2 separate regions of the Mus musculus genome follow, and region 1 is linked to region 2. Evidence: chromatin contacts called from public Hi-C data. All regions are on one chromosome and are shown on one strand. The core of a region is the stretch at or near the end of the contact, and the rest is flanking DNA. Distances in the headings are between cores, read along the strand shown. Region 1 has its middle 30 kb from the start of Gm41162. Region 2 has its middle 78 kb from the start of Gm33430.

Evidence for each region. Hi-C and Micro-C count contacts between places; a contact is called where the count stands out from the background.
Region 1: a Hi-C map of adipose-derived mesenchymal stem cells shows a contact between it and region 2, with 3 times the contacts expected there. The contact joins two enhancer-like sites. A contact is called at or near these places in 9 of 484 Hi-C or Micro-C datasets (the C2C12 cell line, adipose-derived mesenchymal stem cells, embryonic stem cells and 4 more) and 2 of 115 datasets of contacts at active chromatin or transcription factors (embryonic fibroblasts and fibro-adipogenic progenitors).

What each region holds. Positions count from the first base shown.
Region 1 is chr14:59,074,102-59,079,091 of GRCm38.p6, reverse strand. No RefSeq gene overlaps it. Among named protein-coding and RNA genes, the nearest start is that of Gm41162, 30 kb to the right of the region's middle. Within about 2 kb of position 2,396, at least 24 of the 459 cell types and tissues checked have an H3K27ac peak or open chromatin away from gene starts, as enhancers often do. A contact at or near this core is called in adipose-derived mesenchymal stem cells, where this site is marked.
Region 2 is chr14:58,504,275-58,509,039 of GRCm38.p6, reverse strand. No RefSeq gene overlaps it. Among named protein-coding and RNA genes, the nearest start is that of Gm33430, 78 kb to the right of the region's middle. Within about 2 kb of position 2,374, at least 16 of the 459 cell types and tissues checked have an H3K27ac peak or open chromatin away from gene starts, as enhancers often do. A contact at or near this core is called in adipose-derived mesenchymal stem cells, where this site is marked.

The DNA.
Region 1 (4,990 bases), core at 1,147-3,646, 570 kb before region 2:
TTAGAGCACAGGAGGATATGACTGGTATATATCAGGTAGATATTATGGGTACTATTAAAAAATTTTCCAGGAAAACATCACTGATACCAAAGTTGAGAGACAGTGACCTAATCATGGCAAACGCGCTTGAAGAGCAAACAACTTCATCTGCCATGCAGATTCTCAGGCTGTACTGCTTTTATTTTAGTAGTTCCAGTGCTAAGGCTTACACTCATGGCCTGTGCATATTAAGCAGACGTTCTATCACTGAAGTAGAGCTCTGGTAAAGGCAGTTTGCTTAAGACTAGGATTTTACTGTTTTGATGTATGTTTCATTATTTTTTGTTTGTTTATGGGAACCTCTTTTACAACAAGATCAAATTTAAATAAAAACCAACAGACATGCAGCTCAGGTGACTTACCTGACCATCACTAATTAATCAGCTATATGTCCATTATCAGCCGATGCAAACACGTCCAAGCGTTCTGACTTTAACTTTGAATCTGGTAATCCTGCCCCATTGGGCCTTGGAGACCCTACCATATAACCATATAACCACAATGCAAGTGTCTGAAGTTAATCAGTGTGTCTGTGTCCAGTGTGGATATTTTTTAATTATTCTGTTGCTGTCAGCTCTCTGTATGACGAGAAGTGAAGACCTTGCTTACACAGCATTTACATGTGCTCGCATTTCTGCAAGCAGAACTCTGAGAAGCAGTTTCTAGATAAAACCCAGAGGGGACACCTAAACAGAAGCCTTGTCAGAATTCATAGCTACACCATCTCAGAAAGCAACAGTCAAGCCTGGGAAGATAGCTCAGTCAGTAACGTGCTTGCTGGACACACAGGGAGATGATTTCACTTCCAAGCAACCACAGAAAACCCAAGGTTTGTAGCATGAGCCTGCTGTGCCAGAGCTGTGGATGCAGAGCCAGGAGCACCCTGGAGTCTGCAGGTTCATCGAGAGACTTTCGTAAACAGTGCAGTGGAGAGTGAGGAGAAGGATGGAGAAGACACTGATGTTAAGCTCTGGCTTTCAACATGAACACTTCCCTTTACACCACATGTGGGGTGTGTGTGTGTGTGTGTGTGTGTGTGTGTGTGTGTGTGTGTGTGTAAGTGCATGTATGCATGTGCAAGCGGAAGAGTGTGCATGTATGTGTGTGTGTGCACTTGTATGTGCATGTACATGTGTGTGTGTACAAGTGCATGTGTGGATGTGCGAGAGTGTGCATGCATGCGTGTGTGTGTGTGTGTGTGTGTGTGTGTTTGAGTACACATAAACATGCAAACGCACACACATTACTACAGAAGAAGAAAAGGAAACATCAGTGACTCAGTCTTGCTCCATGGCCTTTTCCTCTGAATCATGGCAACCCTTCAGTTCTCAGAAATAAGATTTCCTGTTACTCATTGCTTTTCAGCTCTGATAATATGTCACACTGATCTAGGGTCCTGAAAAGCTGAACCCCACATAGTGTCCCCATTGGCTTGGACTGCAGTCATCTCTTTAAAGTTGCTCGACTTTCCCTAGCAGCCACAAACCTCATTTCAAACACCTCCATGAAAGCATGCCATAAGCTATACCAAGAAGAAATAATATCCAGGGAGGAACAGGAGCTGTTCAACACAACTCTGTAGTGCATATGTCGGTGGACATGTCACCTTGTTCGTTAGCATGTGTATTTTCTGAGATTTGGGTATTTCTATTTTATGTGTGAGAGGGGTTTGCCCACACTCATACATGTGTACCACCTGTGTGCCTGGTCCCTACAGAGGTCAGAAGAGGGTGCCGGATCCCTGGAGATGGTGGTTGTGAGCTCACGTGTGAGTGCTGAGAACTGTACCTGGGTCCTCTGCAAAATCAACAAGAGCTCTTAACCTCTGAGTCATCTCTCCAGCCCCCAGCATGTGCAATTCGTGTTTACCATGTCAGCTAAAATAAACTTAAATCGAAAAAGAATAAACCAATCAGTAGGTTAACTGGTTACACTGCTCACTTGGCCCTTCCTTTCAGGCTTCTGTGAGTTACAGCTTCAAACCTTTTCCTACTCCGGCTTTCAGCTCCACTGGAATTGAGATTGAGGACGCAAGATGGAAGTAGAGCTCTTCTCACAGGTAAATACAAAGAAAGTGTGCGCGTGTGCCGGGGGGAGAGGGCTGCAGTGGGGGCTCAAAAGAGAGAAGGGACCCATTTGCCACAGCATCTGGTCCCTAGGACCCCACCCCCTTGTGCGTGTGTGTGTGTGTGTGTGTGTGTGTGTGTGTGTACATGCTTGGTTCCAAAAGAACCATTCAAGCTTCCTCATATGCGAAAACAAAACACAAGAAGGAGGCAGGCACTAGTTTGCTCCTCTTGAGTCATTCTTTGACTATTGCCTCTAGGTCACTCCATACTCTGTGGAAGTCTTGGCAGGCATGTTAACAGGGGGAGATTTTTGCTACATTAAGTAAGAGTAAAGATATTCTCTGTTCACTCACTGTCTAGACATGGGAAACATCTGGGAAAGGCACCAGAATTTTCACATAAATTCCATTCCACGTGTCTCTGAGGCCCGCTCAGGAAGTGGCTCAACTGCTGGTCTTTGATAAAAGTCTGTGGACTCCCAATGCTCCCTCCGTGTGCTCCCCAGCCTGTGTTCTCGTTCCCACCCAATAAACGCGAGAGAGGCACCAGCTGGTCTTGAACTCAGCGTCCGCATAAAAATGTCCCCCCTAATGGTGAGCAGAGCTAAGCGTCTGCTGCGCGCGCGCGCGTGCGTGCGTGCGTGCGTGCGTGTGTGTGTGTGTGTGTGTGTGTGTGTGCGTTAGCATCCTGGGCTGAGTTTTGACCAATGCTCTGTTAAGTGGGAAAGCCTGTTCTCCATTTCTGAATGTTGCTTTGGTTCTCTTCTCTGGTAAAAGATGCCTGGAGCCCTGGGCTTGCTGCTCCTTCTCTCAGCTGTTAGAAGTTACAGCCGCAGTGATGCAAGCTTGCCTCCCTTGTCCTCAGAGAGTTCTCAGATCACTCAAACTCTCCAAGCAATTACTCTGTCAATTAGTCTTCCTGACAGCGTGGTGTGCTGCATGCATTATAAGACTGCCTTAAAAAATGCCAATCTCCACGTAGCCAGATACCCTGGTGAGGACAGTTACTGTGCTGCATGTGAGTTTGCAAGCTCCCCGTGTGTAAGCGGGATGGCTTCTGATCCCAGTGTTCTTCTTTGGCGTGGCTTGTTACCTCTTCCTTTTGAAATGTCACGGCGATGTTGCAGTGAGCCTATGGCAAGGAAGGGATGGCTGACATTCTGCAGGTGTCACCTACGCTGTGTGGTAGTGTCTAAAGACTTTTTTTGCTTGTAAAGTTGACAAGGCAGGGCTATACTTAAAAGGCACATTTAATACTTCTCCACGTTACTTATGCACGACTGACGACTCCAACTTGGGATGCTGTGCCAAACACCCCAAGCCTTTCTACCCCTGCTGCGGGCTGTGGCACCCAGGAGGGGTTCCTCCAGGAGAGAATGAAAATGAATGGCCCAGCAGGAAGTCCTGGGGGAGGAGCTGCAACCCCCCAAAAGACCAAGAATGGAGTAACTGCTGAGGGAGCTCTCTCCAAAAGGGATTTAAGATCTCACTGAAAATATTTGAAGAATAATCTATGTAATTTATATCCATCCTCCCTAACAATAAAGGGAGTCAATTACTTCCACGTTAACCAAGATGAAGAGGAGGAGGGTTAGGAAACACTGATCTGGAATATTTTTGCATGGATTCATTAATAACACTTAGAAACAGCAACAACAAAATACCCCCAACATCACATTCCTGTTTTTAATACAGTCCTTCCAATTGAGGAAAATGATAATTTCAATTCATCCTCCCAGGAAACTCTGAGTGGTTGGTTAGCTAGACATGGATCTTGTAGCAATCAATTCAAGGGCAGGTAAGGATTATCAAACTGTGTTACACAGAGGTGGCAGAAGACTGATCAATGAGAACCAAGCCACCCTTAAGAGAGAAAAGCAGACCTTTGAGCAGCAGAGTGTGACTGCAGGTCATTGTCATGTGCTGCATTTCTAAAGGCCAGAGAAAAAGATTTTTGAATGATTTTTTTAACCATAAATACATGTTTTAAGAATTAAATGTATTTACCTGATTAAACATTATACAAGGTTTTCATGAGAGAAACATGATATAGATACACCTAATAATATATGTAAATTTTATGTTTTTACATACCGGTTACAAATATGTTTTAAAAATTAAAAATTAAAAATAAAACAACAGTGAGACCTTAAGCACAGAATGTATTCTAGAATATAGCTACTGGTGCTCAGGAAAGACATGGAAGATTGTAGGCATTGAGAAACCGTCTGGCATGCAGGGAGTCAGTCTGCTGTAGGTGGGACACATTGCAAGTAAGAAAGGTCTGTTTGCTCTAGTGGGAAACCTGGGGGAAAACACAATGAATGGCTACAAATCCATTAGTTTGAGAATTTAACGTTCTGTGGACTTTCAGGAATAAATCAGCATCCTAGCACGTTGAGAGGGGGTATCTGTCTATCGGCTAACATTGTTTAAAATGGGGTAAACACAGTTAAAATAGAAAGAACTTGATTAATAACGAAAATCCATCTATGGAGTTAAAGCATGCTAATCTCTTGTCAGCATGATCAATGATTATGTTATTGGCTTCTCATGTGTCCTTATTTGCTCTGAAGATCAGTTAATACCTCTAAAATCTCATGGGATATTTAGTGGGGAATATGTCACCCATGGATACAGGTTGAGGCTTTAGCAGCCATGGGGTTGGTGTTGAGAGGAGGTTTTATAATAAAGATAAAGAAATCCATTTTTAGGAAAGCCACTCTTCCTGCCTGATGTAACTTCTAGGTGGTCCAGGAGCTAGCATGCAGGCTGCTTGCCATCTATGACTTCCCATAAAGCCCGAGAGCTGGCAGGTCACATGATCATACTGTAACTGTCAAGAACATAGGAACTTTATAGATAGAACTGCAAAGAAATTAG
Region 2 (4,765 bases), core at 1,125-3,624:
GAAATGAGATGCTTCTGGCCTCCTTCCCAATGGCTTCTCACCTTAAGACTTCCACTCCAGGAAAGCAGCTCCTTTGAAGGAACTCTCAGGCTCAGGTCAAGTCACATCTTCATTATAACATAATGAGGGAAAAAGAAAGAAAAAACAAAACATATATATTAACAAAATATCGGCAGATTGAGCCTGGATGAAATAAGACTGATACTAGTTTCCTAGAATTTCCTTTTTAAAGTTTCCGTGGTTTTGTTTTATTTTTGAAATACTATGTAGCCCAAGATGGCTTTCAAGTCACAGCAGCCCTCCTGCTTTAGCCTCCCAAGTACTTGGATGGTAGGTCCACATACCAAGGCTGAAGATGCCTCCTTCTATAAGAGAGTCAGCCCTTTGAACTCGTAGCTGGTCCTAACTGCAAATATCCTGCCTTCTGATTTTACAGCCTTCGAATCAGCATCATTTCTTCAAAGCCTAAGAGCACATAGCTTTCCAAATGAAGTTAAAAAGCCTACTTCTGAAGTCCTGCCAAAACAAAAAGTAGACATTGAGGTTTTAAAGTTTGTCACATAATTGAAGGCTGATATATTCCTGTCCTTCACAAATGTACAGGAAGGCAGTAGGAGAAACACACTGTGCAATGAACAAATGCTTCGCTTCCCTATTGCCTTTTCTTATCGACTTCTTATCAACTCTATCTCTTACTCTCACCCGTATCTCTGAAAGCTACAATTAAGAGAGTTCTCAGGAAACAGCTTGGGTTCCCACTAACATATAAACCGTGTAATTGCTCAGCAAACCCTCAAGGGTGAATAATGAGCTGTCAGCCCCTGGTATTAGAAGGTTGACTATAAAGTAACAACTTTACTCACAATTCAGAATGACAACACAGAGGCAGTGTGTTCCTATCCACCGGGGGCAGGATGGGTGTCACACGAGTACATTCCTTATCGAATTCTGTAGGCAAGGGAGGCAGCTAAGGCCAGGGAGAGAGGGAGGATTAACCTACAGAGAACCAGGTTTGAACACAGGCCCCACTGGTTCAAAACAGCTGTGTGACCCTGGACTTGGCTGTCTCCTTTGTGTCTTCGGAATGCTGAAGGAATAACAGATGTCTTTGAAGGTTTGCTAAGACTCCCAACTCCAAAGCAGCAAGTCAAAGCTTCATTGTTCCCCAGAGGCAAAAGCTGCATGCCTCTCTTAGGGTTACATCCTCCCTGAAACCCGTTTACTATCTCTAGCCAGGTGCCTACAAACTATTGCCTTCTCTCTCCTTGAATTATTTTACCCACATTGGCAAGCTCTGCACCCCCCCCCCCACATGCATCCAGCCATTGAGGCTATAGACAGTGTCATTGACAATGGTGCCCTTGGTATTAGGGGCATCCCCATGCTCTGGGATCAGAGCCTTGGGTATTCTGTGCTGTTGGGCCAAGTGCTCTTCATAGACGACCAAGCATCTGAGTCTCAGCCAAAATCAAGTACTGACAATCAAAAGCACAACCGCTACATTCTCCTGAGGCTTTAAGTCACAGCCAAAGAAACTAAGGCAATTCAGAGGTTCTCGTTGGCAGGCAGGCTTGTGTCTTCCACTGCTTCTCCAGGAGACTATGGTCTGGTGTCTCAGTGCCCTCAACCTGCATCCCCCAATGCCAAGCACAACTGGACGTTTCTCCTGATCCAGTGCCACACAGTGCTGCAGCATCTTGTGTCCAGGGCTGACTCCAGCCCTCCAAGGGACAAAAGTTCACAAGCCCTCATCCTCACTAGTATCTCACATGTACTAGGCATTACATGAATGAATACAGACATGAAAGAGACTCAGGCATGCGTTTAATTATGGAAATGGAGAGATGAGGTATCGTGAAGATAGCATAAAACCACTCAAAAGAATGTAACAGATGCTCTGTTAAGAAAAAAAGAATTCCATATATGATTTTCCTAGAAAGATTAGCAATGCTCTAAGATAAACAAATGATCCAGGTCATGTAAGTGGGGGAGGGGTAAAGAACAGTATAGAACAATGGGGTCTAGAGATCCTTGATTGATGGAATTTATAGCAAACCCACAGTTATCATCTGCTTTTGGGAAACACAAATAAAAACATATTGTTCACAATCCAAGGGACTCAAGTTCATTATCCCAAGAGAACTCATTTCCACCTGTCTTGCTCATTGGCTGTCAATGTCCACCCAGCACCTCTGTTGTGAGTATGAGTGTGTCTGTCTCATTGGACAAAGGTTTGAAACAGCATATGCTTATTTCCCCCTTTTCAAGAAGAATATATTTTTCCCCAGAGTCAGCCACATTCCTCCCATTCCTCCTTCTCTTGGACGCTCACTCAAACTGATGACATCATTCGAAAGTTCTCACCAGTCTAGTCATGAAGCAACAGCAGTCTGGGTTTGTCTACAATCCATTCTGTCTGTGTCCCTCTGCTGTACACCCCTCTAGCAGGGGCTGCTTACAGGCAGAAGCGACTACATGTGCTATTATGATGAGTCTACTCCACTGCTAAATAACAAGGGCTTCTGAAAGACAAAAATATGTGAAAAAAGTTTATTTCCTCAAATTAATCTAAGTAGAACCAGCTCTTTGGAGAAGAATAAATACATGGAATAAAAGAGTTGGGGGTAATGGCTTGAGTGATCATGTCAAAGAGCAGAAAACAAGGACACTTATGTCATGAATAAAGCTGTGTGATAGGCACACAACAGTTCGTTTTCCTATTCCATTTACATTTATAATGTCGGAATGTCTCCAGAGAAGAGGAAGATAAAACCATTAAGCACCCGTAACAAAATTTGTGTTAGAAATCAAAAAAAGCACAGACATGGTATAAGTCTCTCACATTCTGTCCAGAACTCTCCTATCCTGACATCAGCTCTGGCTCTGGGGCTAGCACTGAGCAGCATCTCTGGGGACTTCCTTCCAAGGCTGGGCTGTGGATCTTGTAGTGCATGTTGTAAGCCAATGTAGAAGTCAATGATGGCTGCTCTCCAAGCCACAGAGCCAGGGGACAGATGGTAGGCCAGAGAGAGGTGGCAGAGCCCTGTAGTGGCATTGAGCAAGACAGAACCCCAGGGCTGTCTTCATCCTGCCAGTCTGAGTTTTGTGCTCCTGGAAGAATGCCTGGTGCCAGAACCAGAGCATGTCCTGCAGTCTCCAGAGTGGATACAGATGTTCACACACAGAACCAGCTGAGACAGATGTGTCTCACCTTTAAGTAGGCATCCCCTCCAAAGGAGTTAGCCATTGGGGATGAAATGCTTGCAGTGCCTCAGAAATATTCTGGTCCACCCTAACCCTATGACAAGCAAAAGTGACACCTAACACTGCCTGAGGAAGCAGAGCTAACGTGGACTTCTTGTCACCCAGTTAATTTGTATCTGGGAGCCAACTGTCAGATGATATGCCAGAAATATTAACGTGGATCTTCTCTTACATTTTAGTCTGTTCTTTCTGCCTAAACCTGAGCAAGGCTCTCGGTCCATATCAGTTAGAAGAAAATAGAGAATGAAGCAGAGTTTAGTCAGCATACCTGCCTGTGGAGTGGTATAGCACCTTGTTTCCTTGTAGGGGGGAGGGGGGAGGGGACCCTTGCTGTAGTTATGCCAGAAGTAAAGCAGCAATTGAAACCCAACTGACTCCATCCAGGCTGTGCATCAAATGACAGAACAGGAAGATAGACAGACCAGGTGTGGAAGGTTCTGAACTCAGAGCACCCCCTCCCAGTTACTCTCACACCAAGCTGCTCTTCTGGGAAGCTTATAACCCCAGCTGAGGGATGCATTCCATCTTCCTCTACAAGGCCATTCTGGCCATCTGCACACATGGGTGACACAATGCTGTCTCTTCATAGATAAACATGGTCCCACCTAATGGCAGACCAAGTTCTCTTTTACTTTATGCCTTCTGTACAGCTGCCTTTAAATAATCTAACAATTTATATACTGCCTATAACTCCAGTTCCAGAGACTCTGACCCCCTCTTCTGTCCTCCAAGGGTTCTTACACACATGTGTACACACACTCACACACATACACACACAAACACACACACACACACACACACACACACACGCATACGCACACACTTAACATAATTAAAATTTTCCTGTGAACAAATACTGATGACGGGAAAGAGCAGATCACACAAATATGACTTCACCTGGGCCTCTTGGAAAGTGAATCAGAGTGACCTCAAAGAGAATAAACATGAATAAACTATGCTTCTGGATTTTGTATGAAATTAACCCCTATCATGTGGCCACTGACCGCAAAGTGGGACTTTTACCAAAGATATGTTGATATGTTATTAAATGAACTGGGTGAATTTATCAAAAGATAGATCTTGGACACGTAGTATGCATCAAAAATAGCTCGAGAAAGTCGGGTGTGAAAGCTCTAAAGAGATACTAAAACAGCTGTGGAAATAACCAGATGTTGATGAGAGCCAATAGTAATAGGAACACCAAATGTTGGGGAAATATATAAAGTATCAGGCTTAGCATGCATTCACAAGCTAGACATGGGCACTAAAGCAGTCCTTTCTCATGCAGCCTCTGGCTCATGGGTGCCATAAAGTGCCTGTAGTATGTCTTCTGTCCTTAATGTCACTAGCAGGGTTCCTAAAGCCCAGAGGCTGTATTGGTGGTGTAAAATACCAAGAGAGTGAAATAAATAGTTAGGAAGGGACTTCCAGCTGGTGATGAGAGAGAGAGAGAGAGTCCCAGTGCGACACAGTGCACTGAAAAGCACACTATGCAGAACTC